Linked DNA regions of Mus musculus: region 2 is linked to region 1. The links are chromatin contacts, called in public Hi-C maps. All regions are on one chromosome and are shown on one strand. The core of a region is the stretch at or near the end of the contact, and the rest is flanking DNA. Distances in the headings are between cores, read along the strand shown.

Region 1 (5,864 bases), core at 2,779-5,278:
AACTATATAGAGACTATCCATAAGTTCTGTGACTCTAGAGAACCCTGACTAATACAACATCTAATGTCAGAATGTACAAAATTCACTCTTTAAATACACAAAACTGTCTAGAAGTGTTACGGTAAAGTTGGAGTGACCCTCAAACAACTCCCTGTCCTAATATGTAAGTTGACAGTTTTAAATGGCAACAAGGCTAGAAAATAAGAGGAAAAGACTAAATATTATCTTATAGCAATCTGATAAACGAAGATGTTTCTATTTTCTTTTTCAGAAAAAGATGTTAAACCTCCAGCTAAGTGTGAACTACAGGCCTATCTTAAACTAGAGAGACACAGAGATATGGGTGTGCCTGGCACAGAGGATGGATAATTATCACAGGTAGGTGAAGTGGTACATTCTGTGATATCTAAAAATACTACACAGGAACAGACAATGGCTGTTGTTTTTAAGATCTACACCACAGACCTGTAAGCAGAATCATCATTAGTCACTAATTTCATAGTCAGCGAAATATCTCTATTATTCTCATGCCCCTAGCTTCATTCCTCTAATCGATATTATGGCATGCCACTAGCTATAGATTGCAGTGAATGACATGATACTCTGACACCATTAGATGGAGTGAAGGTTCTGTTCTTGATGAATATAGCCTGGTGTTGGTTCCATTTAAACAGTCACAAAAACTGAAGCAGGCAGTTCTAATCTTCCTGTGTAATGTAGGAGCTACATGAGAATATACCGCATCACCCACAGGAAACAGTGCTCTTTGGGAAAATGCAATCTAACTAGAGATTTTCCTCCCTCCAATTTTCGAAGGCCATTATTGAAAACTTGCTTTTATTGTAGTAAAGAACTGGTATGTGAGGTTGGCTCTTCACATCTTACTAGGGACTTAAGGTGAATTATTCTTTTCTGTAGTTGTTAAAAATTGAATACTAAGAGCGTCACCAAAGCCAATTAAATTGTATAGGGTTGGCTACAAATAGTGGGGCACATGTATAAGTAACCAGTAAGCTTATTTACTCAAACATTTCAAGATTCTCACATTGTGACTTAAATAGGCCAAGCACTGTGTTCCCCTTCTTCGGGTGTCTAAGTTCTACTCTCTTCTCATTTTAGATTTTTCTCTTCCATTTAGCCAACAAGAATGGGGTAAGATCACAGATTCAAAACTCTTTCTAGTATACCTTTAATTATTTCATTAAACTCTAATTCATTATATTTCAACAGGCTTTTGATTACCAATTTGTTCATTAATTTTTATTACAATGCAGCGGGACGTTGGCGTGTTTTCTATTTAAACAGCAAGCATTTTAGAGCCTTTCCTTCGTATCGTTACAACATCACGTGAATACATTCGTATATTCGTCTCTGTACTTCTTGGTAGCAAACTATTACTTATTTTAAAGAGTGATTATGCTCAATACTGTTTTCCAGCCTTGGGGGAAAAGTGAGACTGCAAGGACCTACTCTTTCATAAGAAATCTAATTATCTGCTATGTATGTACCTTGTCAATATTCTTTGAAGGAGAAATGTAATATTTTTCTGGTAGGTTTAGAAGCAGAGAGAACTAGCGTGGAATGCCAACGTGGAGAGAACTTGCCCACTTTTGATTGCTCTCTAATTTTCAGGCTAGCCTGGAACTTACTGTGTAACCCAGGCTAGTCTAGAACTCAAGTCAGTCCTAGTCTCTCAGCCTCTCGAATGCTGGGGTTACAGACATGAGTCACCACACCCAGCTAACTGGGGCACCACTCAGGATGTGCTAGATGAAGACTCTGTTAGAGGCGAAGCGTCTTCATCTCTCCCTCTGAGTTCTCTTTAGTCGCCGTGTTAGAGCACCCATGAAGTGCAGAACAACCCCTTTCTCACATCCTCAGCTTTGTACATCAGGGAGGACATCAAAGTATTTGGAGATACAAATTCAGTTTCAATCTAGCTCCTGGAATAACACGGGCTCCTCCTATACACCTGCTTCCTTGGGTGACATTACCGTGCTTTCAGCCAGGCCCCAAACTGGACATCATCCTCAGTCAGTTTTCATGTTCCACACATTTTGTCCCAGATGTAGCAGATACATCAAATCTGGGTCCTAAACGCCACTCAGACAAGTGTCTCTTTTCACGCTTGTTGGCCTTTCCTTGCTTGTTCTATATCCCTTCTTTCACTGGACATAAATTGATCACTAAAGTGATCTCTGAAAAGCATAATGATGACCCTGGCTTTCTTTGGTGACGAGCCTAGTTGAAGACCAGCTTTGGAAATATGTTAAATATGTGAAATATGTTAAAAATGAGACACAGGCCGTTTTGTCACACACCTCTGACTTCCATGCGTGTTTATGATCTACGATCCTTGTGAGCTCTGTATATTAACACATCTCAGAAATACTTGCTCCCTCTGACGCTTTATCCACACACTTAGGTGTTAAAGATGCAGGATGGGTGAAGCTTCCCGGTCTCTCCTTACTCTTTTTTGCACGCACATTTACTCAGTTGCAAGGTTTTTTTTTTTTTTTTTTGAGGGTGTGGGTGATTTTACTTTGTTTCCTTGTTTTGGGGGGTGTTGTTATTGTACCCTCATTTTCTGATAAAGAACTTAAAAGTGTGGTGTGTAGGACATGGGAGAGGATCTGGGACAACTTGGGGAAGGAAATAGTATGATCAAAATTTTTAAATTTAAGAGTTGTTGTAAATAATGAAATTATATAATAAAGAGCAAGGTATAACAATGCATAAAAAAGCATTAATGACAAACGATAGGGTATACTGATATAATATTTTCTGAAGTGTATGAAACACCAGTGGAGGAAAACTCTACTTCACTTCTTAGGTAAATAATGTGTAATTATGCTTTTGCTCTGTTTCTTCCATAATTATTAAAAAAAAACCTTTCTTCTTTCAGTTTGAGCACCCCAGTTTTCTCTTACTACTTCAATGTGGCTAGTTACTAGTAAATAAACATTGTGGGCATCTTAAATAAGTAGTGACACGGGGATTACTCCTCTGGAATCCTAGGTAGCACTCCTTCTTCAGCCAGGAGTGGCTCCTTCATCCGGCAATGTCTGTGCACCGAGTCATCCACCTATTTGCACTGCGTACAGCTACCACGGCTTCTCTTACGGGAAGATATCTCTTCCGAAACATCCACGTCCTGTCACTCACCAAACCAACCTCAATCTGGGAAATTAGGGGGGTAATCCATGTCCTACAATTTACACTGATATGAAGACATTCCGAAAGAAAGGGGATGCGAAAGGAAACTGTACTTATCTTGGAAAAGGAGACTGCTGAAGGCACAGCATGAGAACTCTTCATTCTTACATTTACTACAGCCCAAAAGATCTCCCGAGACTCTCATACTGGAAAACAATACTGATGTCTTTCAACATCAACATTTGCTCTCTTTTCCTTTCCCTCCTCCTATTCTTCTACATTTTCTAAGATCGTGATAAATTCGGTAACTGCTTGATTATTTTAAATATCTCCCTAGCGTCTCATCAAATATCTTCAGCATGTTTTCCATGACTTAATTCCAATTTCTTTGTGACAAATCTCTGTTGATCCTTTCATTTCCACAGCGGTTTCTCGCTTCCTCTCTATATGTGGGCATTTGGCTCATGAAGCAGCAATTTGGCCGGCAGCAATCTGAACACTGTGGCTCTTCTTTCCTCCGCATCCCAAAATTAACTGTAAACTGACAAATCAATAGCGTGGAGTTATCACTCGCAGGTCCTGACTGGCCTCAGGAGCCCCCGAGGGTTCAAGTCAATGCCTTTTTGCTTCGTGCAAGAGCTCTAAGGCTGAGTGTGGATGCTAGGAACCCAAAGCTGGAGCTGCATTAGCGTGTGACCCTATGGGAAGCCTACCCTGCTCTCCTATCTGCAGAAATGGAGCATCTCACCCTGTAACCAGAGCTGCTTCTGCCAGATTAAAATGTGCATTTAGTTCATTCCTTTATGTGTATGTGTTTGACCTGTAGGTCTATGCATCAACGTGCATGCATGTCTGTTGCCGGTGGAAGCCAGAAGAGGGCACTGCTTCCCTGTAACTGAGTGTGTAACTGAGTGTGAGCTGGCTTGTGGGAGCCAGGTCCTCTGGAAGAGCATCCCTTGCTCTTAAACTACTGAGCCCTCCATTCTGTCCCCTCTGACCTGATTTTTAATAAACACTTATAAGACATCATTGTAAGGCTATTATTCCTAAGACTCGCCTAGAGTCAAGTGCTAAGAAGGAGAAGGTCCAGCCTAGCTCTGAGAAGTGTTTGCTTCCTCACAGCACGCTTGCAAACACCAAAGATTTTCAAGGTGTTCCCAATGCCTTCCACCCTGGACAGGAGAAGCTTTGGAGCTGCCCTAGACACAGATGTCACGAAACAGCTTTCAAGCTCCTCAACGGATTCTTTCGCACGGGAAGCTCACGACTCTAAGAGCTTAAGCTCAGTGTGCAATGGCCTTTTGCCTCTGGCCAGTCGTCGGCACCTTCCTTCCTTCCAAGACAAGGCTACGGTGTGTGGCACTAAGACTACCGGCTGTCCTCAATAAGATAAAGTCGGAACGAGAGCCACAGAACAGGCTGGAATCCCACAAAGAGTGGGCTGACTGCCAGAACCATGTGTAGTTTAAGACCAAGAACAGAGGCTTGGCCCATGCCAGGGTTTGGAGTTGGTAAATAGATTTTAAAACCTCCAGTAAGAACCATGTGAGGAACGAGCAAGCCATCTACCTTTAAAGTCCCGAAAGGTCCCGTGAAGAGGTGGGGAAGGTAACTGTTAATGAGGAAATGATTTTTTTTTTTTTAAGATTCACATGATCCACTGTTGTGTTAATTAGAAATAAGATGGGTATTTGACTGGTACCATCTTCATCTGCCTTTGAGACACAGGGTTACACGAGTCAGCTGTCTTTCACTGGAATCATTACAGCAGCGGAGACGGCAGTAATGCTTGAGAGATCACGAAATTCCACGTTTGCTTTCAAAGGGCAGGCAGGGCTTCCTCCTGTTGGCTCACGTCCCTGTCCCTTTACAAGGGCGATAACAGTCCCATTTGAATGCCTGCTTTGTTTTCTTGCCGGTGCCACGAGGCTCCATTTACTATCTGAACTAGTTTTGCCCTCTGATGTTAATACTTAATCTCTTAAAGTCTTGGCTACAATAAAAGCCAGTAATCAAGTTTTATAATCTACTGTTTCCATGAGCGCCCTTGTCTCCTGGCTGCTTAGGTATCCTCTATGATTCGCAAGCAAAAACATTCTTTCTCCCCTTTAAAAAAAAAAAAAAAACCTGAAACTTCCACTATCATTTCTGCCTGTCTGTCTCATTATAGTAAACGACTATTGCCAGACTGTTTGCTTGGCGAAGGCACTACATATTATCAGGAACTATTTCAACGTGCATGAGAAAACTTCAAGATGTCCCTGCCAAACCAAACCACAGTAAGACTGAGAAGCACCCACCCTGTGGGGCTTCACACCCCAGGGTGACTTCCCTGGTCACCTGAATTCTTTGAATAGCTCCAGTGGATACTTACAATATGTAGTCTTTCTGAGTGTGCCTTTGGGAACTGGGCTTTTCTTAGTGTGGTGTGCAAAAATAGCTTAGATCAGACAGCTGCTGTTCTTGTGTTGATGTGGACACATAGCATAAATCCAGTATCTCTGGAAGAAGATATACGAACAGCCTAGGGGCTCTGCAAGAATGTGACATGATATTATCCTTTGTTAAAAAGTCTTAGTCTGTTTTATTGTTTTGAGATTATAATACAATTTTATTGCTCTATTCTTATTTTCTCTCCCAACCCCAGCCTTCCTTTAGATACATGATTTCTTTTTTCCTTCACCGTTATGCATTTGTATATATATATT
Region 2 (5,934 bases), core at 240-2,739, 1.3 Mb after region 1:
TACTGTTTCCTATTAATGAGCCATTTTGAATGTGCAAAAGCAATATACTACAACTTCCCAAGGCATTGCCCCATCTGCTAAATCATTGTTTCCATGGTCGTGCTCTGGTAAGCTAAGTTTTCAGTGTTTTGTGCACAAGAAAGGTGAGACCTGGGATAGGCTTCCTGCCTTATCTCACCTCACCATGGACACTGAGTCCCAACCTGACACCAGAGTTCCCCTGGGAACATCCCTGGGAAAGTCCAGATTCCCGTGCTGAGTGAGGCTGCTGAGAGAGAAGGAGAGAGGGAAGGGGAGAGAAAGAGAGAGAACAGAGGAGGGCAGGAAGGAAGAGAGAGAAAAAGAGAGAAAGAATGTGGGGAGGGAAAGAAGAGAGAGGGAGAGAGAGAAAGGAGGGAGACAGAAACAAGAGAGACAGAGAGAGAAGGGAAAGAATGAGAGGGGAGAGAAAGAAAGAGGAAGGAGAGAGAGGGGAAGGAGGAAGAGAGGAAAGGAAGAGAGATGGGGAGAGAGGAGAGAGAAATAGAGAGAAAGGAAGGAGGGAGGGAAGAGATAGATAGAAAGATAAAGGAGGAATCGAGAGGACAAGAGAGAGAGAGAGAGAGAGAGAGAGTGTGTGTGTGTGTGTGTGTGTGTGTGTGTGTGTGTGTGTGTGTCTTCCTAAGGCCTCTACCTTGAAAGCATTCAAGCCACTGTTTTGTGGAAATTAAATCACTGTCTCTCTGAAGTGGATTACTGGAGCAGTGCCTACATTACGCTACATCAAGCCCTCCTTCCTTTTGTTGCTCTTTTGTAATCATGTTTCCTGATGCACTCTGTGTTTGAACACTATAATCCAAACATAAAATCTCTTGAATCTCTTTATGTCCCCTCATGGATGTATGTATGGAAACAGCGCGAACGTGTGCTGGTCAGGTTGCCTCCCCCCACCCCACCCCCGAGGACATGTGGTTTGACTTTGCCTGAGGAAGGAACCATTACACCTGTCTTAGCAGGCTATCTACCTCCTCTCAGAAAGCCACGCCGGTCTGCAGAGAAGGAGCGATGGTTGCTTCCGATGGGTCTTTCCATTCTCTCCTTTCCTCTCCTCCTGTTCCTGATCAATGCTTTAGTTTAACTACTTGATTTTCAAATTACTTTGTAATTACAAAATTTAGCTAATTTTAGATTAATTCCAGAAAGTGGCTTTTATGGGTACCAGTTCCTACCTGCTCCTTTCCTTGGCAAGAGCGTAGCTAGATGTGAAGTTAATTGTGCCCTGGTTTTATCCATGCTACCTGAATGAGCTAGCTTCAATTTGAGAAAGCATCAATTAAAATGGGGGTAGGGGAGGGACGGCATTCAGGATGATGGGTTAAAGAAGAGGCTCTCTTAGCCTGGAAACATGCAGAGGGTTACAATAATGGCCTCTAAGTACCTAGGAGACAATGCTGAGCTGTCAGCAGCCGGCAGCTGCGTGGAGAATAGAACAATAGAGAATGAACAGCTTTAAAGAGGAAACATGGAGATTCAGAACGGAGATAAGGAATAAACTGAAGTCTAAAGACAGAGCTGGAGTAGCCTAGAAGGGGGACAAAGCCATGGTACATAAAGAGGGGCTGAAGACAGAGCTCTGTCAGCTGTATTCCCAGAATAAGAAAAAAAAAAAAAAGACACAAGAATCCTAAGAAACAGTTCCATTCTCTCTCCTATGGGATTTGCAAGCATATGGGTCAGGTTCACCATGAAATCTGTGGTCCCCGATATGAAATGCGTGTGCAGAGCACTTGTACAAAGATTTCAAGATGGCAGACCTTCAGCATAGAAGGCTCCTCTAAATATGGAACACTGGGTAACCTTGCAAGCCACACATCCACAGAGCTGACAGCCTTGTTCACGTAGGTGGACCATGTGTGGAAAGTAAGGTGACCTCCAAGATCCCACAAAAATATGTCCAACTGGGTTAGCAAAATGATCTAATGGTCAGAATGCCTCAAGCAGGCCTGACCCCTGAGTGTGATGCTCAGAATCTACTGTGGAAGAAGAGAAGTGACTCCTAAAAGTTGCCCTCTGCCGTATGCCCTGTACACATAGACACTCACACACAAACACACACACACACACATACACGCATGAGCGCGCAGGGGAACACACATGGACACCACTAACACCAACAACAACAGCAACAACAATAATAATAAATAATTTTTTAAAGAAAAGTCTAAACAACTAAGGTCTTAGATGGAGTGCCTAATCCTGTAGCAACCAGCTGGATGGTGGGAGGGGCCCAGGAGTGGGGTTTGATTAAGATGAGCTGCCATCATTACACAGCTGTGTGACTGCCTGGCTTCAAAACGCTCTAACGGATGCACAGCCAAACTGCAAAGTTTCAGTCCACGGAATCTCCTTGTAGATGCCTCTTCCTCCATACTCCAAATTGCTCCAAACTGGTCTCCAGTCATTGTCATCTCTCAGAGGAAATATACATTATGTTCCATACCCACCAGGCCCCCTGGATGCCCCATCCAAGCCCACTCTCTGCCTATCTTTCCTCCTCTACTGCTAAACTGATACTCCTACAAGCTAAGATAATAAGAGTTAATAATAGCTTGACACCTAAACCTATTATTTCTAAAATAGTTCACTTGAGAGGAAAACAATCTAAGCCCCTCTGGGTCCTGAGAGAGCTGTGTGAAGTGGAACTGAGTCCAGTTTAATTTAAGATTTTGCTTTATTTTTAAACTTTAAACATGTGTATGAATCCTGCCTCCAACTTAACAAAACAGTTGTGTCCATTTTAATATCTTTAAGAAATTCTAATGTGTCAAATTGCTTCTCTCTGGAACAAAATAAGTTGTCTGCTTTTTCATTTTTCCTCCAGGCATAAACAAAATATTTGATCTGGTGCAATTCAGACAAAACACTGCACTGATGTGGGGAAGCCGGGGGCTTTTCATTTTATGCAGGATAATTAGAAGTTAAAAAACACCTGTTAGCAAGGTGACAGAACTTGTTTCTCCACCATGAGCTGAGGCAGTCAGAGCTCCACACAGGCCCTGGGAAGCCTGCAGTAGCCTTTGGTACCCACAAAATTAGCATCTGTGTTCCCAAAGTACAAGTTCACCTCTAGGCATCTTAACCAGTCCTCTTGGCATCTTAACCAGTCCTCTTGGCATCTTAACCAGTCCTCTAGGCATCTTAACCAGTCCTCTTGGCATCTTAACCAGTCCTCTTGGCATCTTAACCAGTCCTCTAGGCATCTTAACCAGTCCTCTTGGCATCTTAACCAGTCCTCTTGGCATCTTAACCAGTCCTCTAGGCATCTTAACCAGTCCTCTTGGCATCTTAACCAGTCCTCTAGCAGCCCAAGTTTCTTGATAACACAAAAGTAGTCACCTTCCTAATCAGGCATTCTTTGAGTTATTCAGAAAAGATGAGATTGGCCAAAGGAAAAAAGTAGACTTTTTGGATTTTCTCGAACAGCCTGACACTAAAACAGTTTACCTAACAGAAAGTCACACTTGGCCCAGAATCCATCTATTCCTACATCCACACAGTTGACTACAGACCCTACAGTTACTTGGTAGCTCCCTTGTTCCAGGAAGGCCGAACATTAGCTGGCTTCCCTTAAATAAGATTTGCATGTTAATTACTAGTTGACTTTTAATAGCAACAAGAAAATAATTGTCGGCGTTTCTTGACCGCTCCATACCTGTGTTGTCCTAGGTCACACAGTGCAGAGGAAAGAGGGTTGTCTTTTCACTAGTCATTATGAGGATTAGAATAATCATAATCTTTCATTAGAGCTAGCCAATATTAGCTGATTTACATATGCTGTTACGTAATCCTGTTAATAATCTCCCTATTAATAAGCTAATAAGATCAAAGTAGAAAATAACAGCTTGGATCTTACTGGGTTCACACAGAAAACTTTGTGCTTGCTTCCTTTCTGTCTCTAACTGGGCCCTGGTTGGCCAGTGATCTGACTCTAAGTGCCCTGGTTGGCCAGTGTTCTGACTCTAAGTGGGCCCTGGTTGGCCAGTGATCTGACTCTAACTGAGCGCTGGTTAGCCAGTGATGCATTTCCAAAGGATGGCATCTGTTTCATCTGCTTCAGGAAGCTGCCTCTGATGGCAATGACAGATGCCCTCTGTTTTCCTCTCTGTCCCAGTAAAATTTCACCTGATGTTTGTTGTTTATCTCACTACCTCCTCTGGGCGAACCTGCTTATCCTACTGAAAAGGGAATGCACTAGGCTAGGCTAGTCTCTCAAAGGAAGGTCAGTGCCTAGATCCGGAGAGCTTGCACTTAGAAGGACACTGAGTTTCACTGAAAATAAGCATGATGGGAAAGGCTCAGGCAAAGTGCTTCCAGCAGACATTCAGAGCTTAGGAGTCCTCTCAAGTATGAGGGGTAAAGAAAAGCCTGATCAAGGTGTGTATCATGGTTTGAGTCTGAAGTTTTGCCAGCAGCCCGCTCCTTCAACCTCACACAGTCAGTCCACCTTTGGGGCCTTTGCTCCCTCCTCCATATCATTCCCCAATCCAGTCTTTACCTGGCTGTTTTCTTTCCATCGTCAAAATCTTCAAACGCCAGTTCGTCACAGAGGCTTTCCCTAATAATACGCTCTAGAACAACCCCATCCCACATGCCAGCCATGGGCTACGATGGTGTCTCAGTCTCTGAGGGAAAGCAGAGAATCGTGCCTCTCCCATCGTGCTGGAAGGTGAGCTCCTTGACAACACAGATGCCTTCCTACAGACCAGGGCACACCCACGACCTGCGCTTTAACCGCTCACTCCTCAATCAAACGCACCTTCGAGGCAGAGGCATGGCGATCACGTGACCCGATACTGCTGCTATTATTTTACTCTAACCACATGCTGTACCATCATCAGGATCCTTATTCTAATGGTCTCCAAATTAATTTAATTGGGATTATGAAAGTCACATGCAAGTTAGTGTTAGAACAGGGCTAGAATTCCAGTTTTGCCAACTTAAAACCCCACTTTGAATATTAAAATGCAGAAACACTGGACTTAAGGAGAGATGACCTACATAAGAGACAGCCCCGAGGAAATATTTTTAAATCACTTCTGATGATTCTGGATTATGAAGAAAACGCTGGCTCCATCCTTTGAAGAGAAAAACTTAAGGAGCTTTCCAAACAAAAGAAAAATCCTAGTTACTTACTTATGGTTAAAACTGTGTCAAGGCAACCATTACTCTTCTCATTTTAGAAACAGAGACTGGTCTTTCAGGAAGTGTAACTAACAGAGAGAGTAAAGGTTCTAAACTCAGTGGAGTCCCTCTCCAGTCAGCCCTGCCTGCCTCTTGCTGCCCAGACCTTGGTGGTTTTCAGCAAAGTTGGAGAAATGGAGTTGTGTGCCTGAGCCCAGATGAGACCCAACTTACGCATAGTCTCAAAGACTTTTGCCCTGACTATAAGGTGACTGGTGGAGTTCTAGGTTGTAGCACCTGCCCCGGTACCTCCCCTAATCCTGCTAAATGTGAGGTCTGCGACAAATACCCAAGAAAATCGATTTTGAAATGCATTGAGAGGCCGCGGGAGTGGGGAAACGTCTGGGAATGTAGTCAAAATGCTATAGAAATAAGGATATGTCAGGAAGCAAAGGGCCCCAGGCTGTGAAATAGAAGATGATCTTGCAAGGTGATCGGGACAGCATTTTTCAAGGCTGCAAGTAGTAAAAAGGGGATGAGAGGAAAAGATGAGATTTTTCAAAGCAATATCATATTTAAGGTTTCTTGGTTCCCCGCGATATAAAGTTAAAGATCCAGGAGGAGAAATCAGGACTTTGATGGTCACATCGCTCCGGCACTTGGATGTTATACTCAGCATGCGTCTTCTTAATATTCGGAGACTATATTTCCTCTTTCTAATTCTTAATATTTGATCTTTTTTTTCCCAAACAAATACCTAGTCTACATTCCTGC

Evidence for each region. Hi-C and Micro-C count contacts between places; a contact is called where the count stands out from the background.
Region 2: a contact with region 1 is called in a Hi-C map of forebrain, with 5 times the contacts expected there. The contact joins two enhancer-like sites. A contact is called at or near these places in 20 of 484 Hi-C or Micro-C datasets (B cells, CD4 T cells, LSK cells and 14 more) and 1 of 115 datasets of contacts at active chromatin or transcription factors (astrocytes).

What each region holds. Positions count from the first base shown.
Region 1 is chr10:125,261,108-125,266,971 of GRCm38.p6, forward strand. The region is part of intron 3 of Slc16a7 (solute carrier family 16 (monocarboxylic acid transporters), member 7); the gene reads right to left. Among named protein-coding and RNA genes, the nearest start is that of Slc16a7, 45 kb to the right of the region's middle. Within about 2 kb of position 4,029, at least 25 of the 459 cell types and tissues checked have an H3K27ac peak or open chromatin away from gene starts, as enhancers often do. A contact at or near this core is called in forebrain, where this site is marked.
Region 2 is chr10:126,525,027-126,530,960 of GRCm38.p6, forward strand. No RefSeq gene overlaps it. Among named protein-coding and RNA genes, the nearest start is that of Gm40797, 140 kb to the right of the region's middle. Within about 2 kb of position 1,490, at least 20 of the 459 cell types and tissues checked have an H3K27ac peak or open chromatin away from gene starts, as enhancers often do. A contact at or near this core is called in forebrain, where this site is marked.